2 separate regions of the Danio rerio genome follow, and region 1 is linked to region 2. Evidence: chromatin contacts called from public HiCAR-type data. All regions are on one chromosome and are shown on one strand. Each heading gives the region's core, a stretch centred on a gene start, on an enhancer-like site or on the middle of the called end of the contact. The rest is flanking DNA. Distances are from core to core; before and after follow the strand shown.

What was found. HiCAR-type assays count read pairs that join an accessible place to other places.
Region 1: a contact with region 2 is called in a HiCAR-type map of caudal fin, with 2.7 times the contacts expected there. The contact joins the promoter of tent4b here to the promoter of cyld in region 2. A contact is called at or near these places in 1 of 18 Hi-C or Micro-C datasets (caudal fin) and 3 of 4 datasets of contacts at active chromatin or transcription factors (caudal fin, embryo and gastrula embryo).

The regions. Positions count from the first base shown.
Region 1 is chr7:38,108,112-38,111,481 of GRCz12tu, reverse strand. It overlaps tent4b (terminal nucleotidyltransferase 4B), which reads left to right and starts at 1,475. Exons shown (of 12, transcript NM_001326696.1): 1 at 1,475-2,418. The coding sequence starts at 1,919.
Region 2 is chr7:37,761,446-37,764,759 of GRCz12tu, reverse strand. It overlaps cyld (cylindromatosis (turban tumor syndrome)), which reads left to right and starts at 1,557. Exons shown (of 17, transcript XM_679725.9): 1 at 1,557-1,905. It overlaps nod2 (nucleotide-binding oligomerization domain containing 2), which reads left to right. Exons shown (of 12, transcript NM_001328044.1): 10 at 88-171; 11 at 249-332; 12 at 600-1,229. The coding sequence ends at 672.

The sequences.
Region 1 (3,370 bases), core at 226-2,725, 350 kb before region 2:
ATAACGTTGAATTTAATAAAAACATTAAACATTTTGAAATGAGTAAACACAAAATAAGTAAAATATTTATCAAATCTAATCAATATAAAGTTATAGAAAATATGATTGATACAAGTTGTCAAAAGTGACCTTGTAATTAAAACAAGAATATTAAATGATTATGAAATATGTTTTTACTGTTACATTTTTCATCATTTACATCACATTTAAAAGGATTGAGAATCATCTTTTGCCTTTTTACCATCAAGTAGATATCCGCAATAAGAATTATTATAAATTATCATGTAGGCATGGGCTGATATAAGATTCTAACAGTATGATAACCTTGTCTGGGGAAAACAAAAAATTGTTTCTCCATCGAACACATTTTATTTAATAAACATTTAAAATATTTTGGAACAGTAGTTTTTGATGTGGAGGGTCCTTTTCAGTTTAAGATACTATTGCCCTAAAAAAACTAAATAAAACGGCTGATGTCAAGTACATCTAATTTCCAGCCCTCATCCCTGGTTAGGCTTTACATTAAAATTAAAAAAATAATAATAAACTAGAAAAAACTTAATACAGCGAACATAAAATGTAAGTCAATCTGCATACTAAAGAGGAATGTAAACCCGACCAACCTGAAAGAATACTTAATGCTCACATTGCTGTAAAGATTTCAACCATACTTGGCTTTACAGAAAAAAAAACTGGGAGTTTTGATTGTAGTTTTAAATCAACAGGCATGGCATTTCATAGATGTGAACCTTTCACTGAAAATGATGACTCCCCCATAGTGGTTCTGCATCTGCGGATTCTACAATTCCCACTTACTGACCCCCTAGTCTTTAATCACTGTTGAATTTATGTATCAACTCACTGCCTACTTTAGGGGCAAGACCATGCATACACTTAAACATAGTTTTAAAAAATGAAAACTTTAATTATAAAAAACATCAAAACTTAAGTGATATTTTTAAAGATTTTGACAGTGATGCCACTATTGGTTTCTGATCCATTACCTTTAAAGTTAATTTGTATAGTGACATTACAGGCTTAACAACTGATTGAGTAGCTTGAGCCCAGATTATTGCACAATAAGACATACGTGATCATATCATAGCATGCACATACATTTGCGCTGCTTTAAGATATATATATATGGTCTTGTCATGCGAAAGCAGTTTAAATTCCGATCAAAACGTTTATCGTCCTATGCCTGTATCATAGACATCTATTTATATTGCACTGTCGCTTTAAATGGCACAAAGAAACACAAGTCGGATGGACCTGTCCCATTGTAATAATACTGCTGTTTATATTCTATTTGCGGACTCCTGTTCCCGTAATCTAATTTCTGTCAGTGCATTACAAAATAATCCAATTAGGAGATAACAGTGGGACCCCATGCACTAGATATACGGCTCATTGGATTAGTGCCACCTTTTACAGGGTACATCTGAAACATGACACAGACAAGAGCTTCATATTACCACAATGTATCAACCCCGCTGTTGTTGTTACGTAACACAGAAGCTGTAACGTGCGCTCTTGCGTAACTCACAGTCCGCGCGCCCCCGTTTCACGCTCGCTCGCGCCTGGCAGAGCATGCGCAGTCGCGTCGGGGTCTATCCGCCATTGAGACACACGATCTCAGATAGAAACGGGTCAGAGGCAGTGACACAGACGACACTCACGTTTCTTCAGTCCTCGTGCTCTTAAGTTTGACGGTGACCGTTTTTAAAAGCAGAACGTCTTTTTACAGTCCGTTTACAGTGGTGTTCTCCCGTCCCCGAGAGGCGTTGATGGACCCGCACAGGATATTTTAGTCGCTGTCTAGGGCGAGCGAGCGTGTTCCCGTTAGTGGGTTAACGTGAAGTGAACCGAGCCTGGCTCTGCTCCGGGGGCAAGTGTGCCTGCATCAGCTCAGCGTTTGATGGATCCGAGAATCGCCTGGTTTCAGCCAGAACAGCGCGGACCGGCCAACAACCTGTGGATGCACATCTGGGACACGACACAGACGCTGGGAAACCTCTACTTTAACAACAACTGCAACACAGCCAGCGCCAAACTGACGACCAACGGCGACGGTGCGTCGAGCAACGCGGCCGACAGCAGCAGCGGTAGACCCAAGGACCAACAGGGCATGTCTGGGTCCAAACCCGACAGCGAGGTCTCCGAACAACAGGACTTCATCCCTCTGGAAGCGTTTAACAACATTAACAGCAGCAGGCCGGGCAGGGTTGTCGGCGGAGGGGGGCAAGTGGGTGGCAGCGGGGTCGCAGGAGTGGGAAACGAGTTACCAAGCAAGAGGAAAAGAGACAACAAGGCGAGCACCTACGGCTTTAACCGGAGTCTGCTGCTGACGGACGGGGCGGAGGACGGCTACGCGGGCACCCCGTGGAAGAGCAGAAACTACTCGGATGGCATAGTGGGGTGAGTGCAGAAGCGAACTTTAAATTTGTGTGGGTGTTTGGATGATAAGCCCGTTGCAGGGCCTGTTTGTTTGCTCGGACTCAGCAGCTGGCCTACACACTTGACACTTGGCGGAGGGTTATTCGGTACGTGTTAAACATGTCTTGACCTGAGGAACAAGGCTATAACACATGGCGATGGATCTGCGACCATCCATTCACTAAAATAACTATCAGGTTCTCGCAGGTTTACCAGTGGTTTGACATACGAGACGTTTCTTCACCATATTTGGCATGTCTGGAGTATCTTTGCAATCCTTCCATTTAAATGACCTGCGCTGGCTTGTCAGCTGCTCTCCCGAGTCTCTCTGCTGGCCCCTAACATCTCAAACTCTCTCAAACTTGGTCAGCTTAGTGTTATTCAGCATGCTCATCAGAAAAAGAAGATTTATATGGTCCACTCATCTCCTTGTTGTTTCAAAGCTGTATTATGTGGTACACTAAAATAGATATTCTGAAGAAGTTTGACCTCCACTGTATGGACCAAAAGCTAAACTAAACAGTGAGACATCTTATTTTATGTTCTGCAGAAGAGAGTCATACAGGTCTAGAATATCAATAAGGTCAGCAATTGATAAAACTTTGTCTTTAATTACCACTTTACAGTCGCCCATGATTAGACATATCATATTGTATTTGTATCACAAAAGACATTCTTGACATAAGCTAATGGCCTAAAACCAATTCAACATTTTTGTGTGTATTATTAGATTCTTGTTAGGGATGCTCCGGTTAGGATTTTTGGAGCAGATACCGAGTACGGATTCCTCGTCATTGTGATTGGCTGATACTGAGTACTGATTCTGATTTTCAAGCTTTATGTAACTTTAACATTGCATAAAGCAAAGTTTCCCTGATAGCAGAGATCTATCCTTTCCTAAAAGAAAAAAACAAAGGATGTTTCATAAATTCCC
Region 2 (3,314 bases), core at 308-2,807:
CTAGATCATATAAAATTTGCAGAGCCGTGAGTCACTCAGTGCAGCATGTTTTATTTTTTGTGGTGGTGTTGCGTTGGTTTGTTTCAGTCTGGTGGATAATGGTGTGGGCAGTGCCGGTGCATGTGCTCTGGCTAAATTTATCCGACAGAACAAAAGTCTGGAAGAATTGTGGTGAGTGCCTTCAGCTTTTTTTAGTTTTCATTTTCTGAGTCAGACTTGGATGATCTAACTCTATCTCTCCTAACCAGGTTAAACAAAAACTCCATCTGCAAGGAGGGGGTTGATTGTCTGATAGAGGCACTGAAAATGAACACTAGTGTTAAGAAAGTCTGGTAAGGATATTTCCCAGCATTTTAACTAACCATACACTGGTTTTTACTTTAAAAAAGTCATTGATTGAAATGTGAAGTTAGACTTTCAATTAGAATTTCACATTAAAACATGTACAGTTTTAATTTGGACTTTTTAGTGTGTGTGTGTGTGTGTGTGTGTGTGTGTGTGTGTGTGTAGTAAATATCATATTATCCATGTCTATGGTTTGTGTTTTGAATAATATTAATATCCTTACTACAAAGACTCTTTGCTTTGTGCTCTTAAAGGCTGAGAGGAAATAATCTGAGCCCACAGGAAGAAGAGCAGCTGAGCCAGCAAGAATGCAGATTGACCTTCTGAGGGCATGAAGGCTCTGTATTGCCTGCCATCAAACTCCCAAATCCAACGGTCATCATTTTCCTTTAAAAAACAAATAAACTGGCAACCATAAACACACAAGCAGGAAGTCATGGTTTAGCTAGTCAAAGTTAGCATTCCCGATCCAGAATACTGATTCGAATGTCAGCTGGGGAGATTGACTGGGTTGTTTTGCCTTGAATGTGTCTTCGAGATGTGTCTTGTTTCTTCCAGATTTCATATATGTAGTTTATTTAAAAAAAAAAATTCCTTTTGTGTGTAGTCTCATAGCATTATAAATGAGTAACATGTCAACCAACAAAACTGTACTGTACATGAAAACATGTTTGTTTGGGTTGATACTTGTACTCATCCTCAGTTTACAGTTAGCATGTGTATTATTTTGATATGTTGGTGGTTGTTTTTTGTATTGTAGGCTATAATCAGTTTATTTAAGGGTCTGTTAATTGCGTCATATAATTTCAGGTTTTGTTGTGCTGGTTTTTGAATGGCTTTAAGTACATATTCTATGACTTATTAAACTGCAGATTTCCTATTCATTTGTTTATTTTTTCTTTCTTAGAAACTATTAAAAACCCTTGTTTACTCGTGAGACCCATGTAGAACATGGTGTATAAACAAAATACATTAATTACATTATATAACATTAGTTGCAGGAATTCAAATGTATATCCTTGAAAGAACAGAAAAGGAAAAAGCCTTCATGTACAACCTGTCACACAGCCAGTTCCTCAATTTTCTCAACCAAACTATTGGAAAACCCCACGCCAGGAGGCGGGGTTATGTAAAAGACAACTAAAAAGACCAATGAAAAGCTGTAGCTGTCACTCCTTGGCCAGTAGGAGAGCACGTTTCTCTCCTGTTGCATAGCATGTTTGGTTTAACACAATCACACACACTGTAAATAATACCCACACTTATTAGAAATTTAGCAACGACCTCGGCTTTAACTAGTATTATCGGATTCTTCCCCCCGTGTTTTCGTCTTCGTCTCGATCGAGATTAATCCTAGCCTGTTTGAAGTGCGAAGAGGAGGCGGCTGTCCCTCCATTAACCGGTAGTAATGCGGAGTGAGAGCTGGCTTGAGCTGAGCCCATCCGACAATGTCAAATAAACACCATCATCACTAACAGCGCCACGAGAGCTTGACTGGAATAATCTCTCTCCAAATGCCATCGAAGGCGGACGGCTGAAACCGGGATATTTAAACGTCAGGTAAGAGGAGTTTGACGATGAGCTCGTGCTGATGTCACCTGTTTACCTACAATGTTACAGTCCGACTCTGATACATGATCAGCTGTGGAGGTTTGATTGTAACCATGTCCACTGATAGTGCATGACAACACAGCGTTATCCGACGATGACATTATATCTAATATTCGTTAGCTCTAGGAGTAACAGCTAACAGAGAAGCTGACAGTTTGCGTCTTGTACCTGATCATTGTGTTTTACTGTAAGGCCTGTCTATCTCTGCTGCATCGTTTTCATCCAGCAGTATTGATGAAGTGCATAACGCTGAGCTGGTGTTTACATTGGATGTGTTACATCATGAACACAGTGATTGCTCCAAAGAAAGTATGTTCATGTTGCTTATAAGTTGGTATTACAACTGGACTTTGCCAGCTCTCCTGTGTTGACAAAGCTTCATGTTTATAGACGACTTTCTGTTTAATATTAATGGATGTGCAGGCAAAGACAGTCAGCATTAACGTTGTCTCTGGAGAGCCCCTTGCAGTGGCTATCAGTAATGTTTAGAGATGCGATACCTTTTTTATTTTAGAGGGCCCTGTTTTACATGTCATGTGCCTCATGGATCAGGTGGTTGTCTCAACACAAAACAACAATCCAAATAAGTGCTATAGACAGGGTTCCCACTTTAAGCTAATCTTTAAATTTCCTGACGTTCACCCACTAAGCTGAGTTTCATGACAATGAACGAAAAGATTGGTTGCTGTTGTGTTTGTATACGATTATACAATATTAAATTAATATGGTAAAATAAAAATAAAAAACAGTATTAAAATGGTTTTAGCTTGAATGTATAGTTTTTCCATGACTTTAATAGTCACTATGAGAACAGCAATGGATTATTTATTATTAATGATGTAATGATTACTGTTTGTGTGGCTGTAAAGTGCTCCCTCTTCCATATTTGATAACTCGATGGGACAGTAAATTTAGCTTTTTTGTTGTCTACATTTAACACTTAGTCTTTGAAGTAGTAATTCTCCAATAATTCTTTTTGATAAAAATACCATGCTTTTATGGTATCAAGGGATAGACCCTTTTCACATTCTTGGGTTTCTCAGTAGCGGAAGTCGTCATAGTTGGGTGCAGTGAATGGTAGAATACAACAAATATTTTTATTTATACAAATATCTTATTTACAAATATCTTATTTGCTCAAAAATAAAAGAAAATCTCCAAGATGATGTTTTAAAGACTTTCAGAAAAGGTGAAAAAAAGTGTGACACTGATGACGGCAGCCAGAGGAGAGAATAATGTCAAATTCACTATCCTGTCCCATAGACCCTGCATTAAGAACGCCTTGCTCAAGCAGTAATTTGTTTATGTCATTTGAAGCAAAGATGATATAATACATACATACCTAAATACTTATAAAT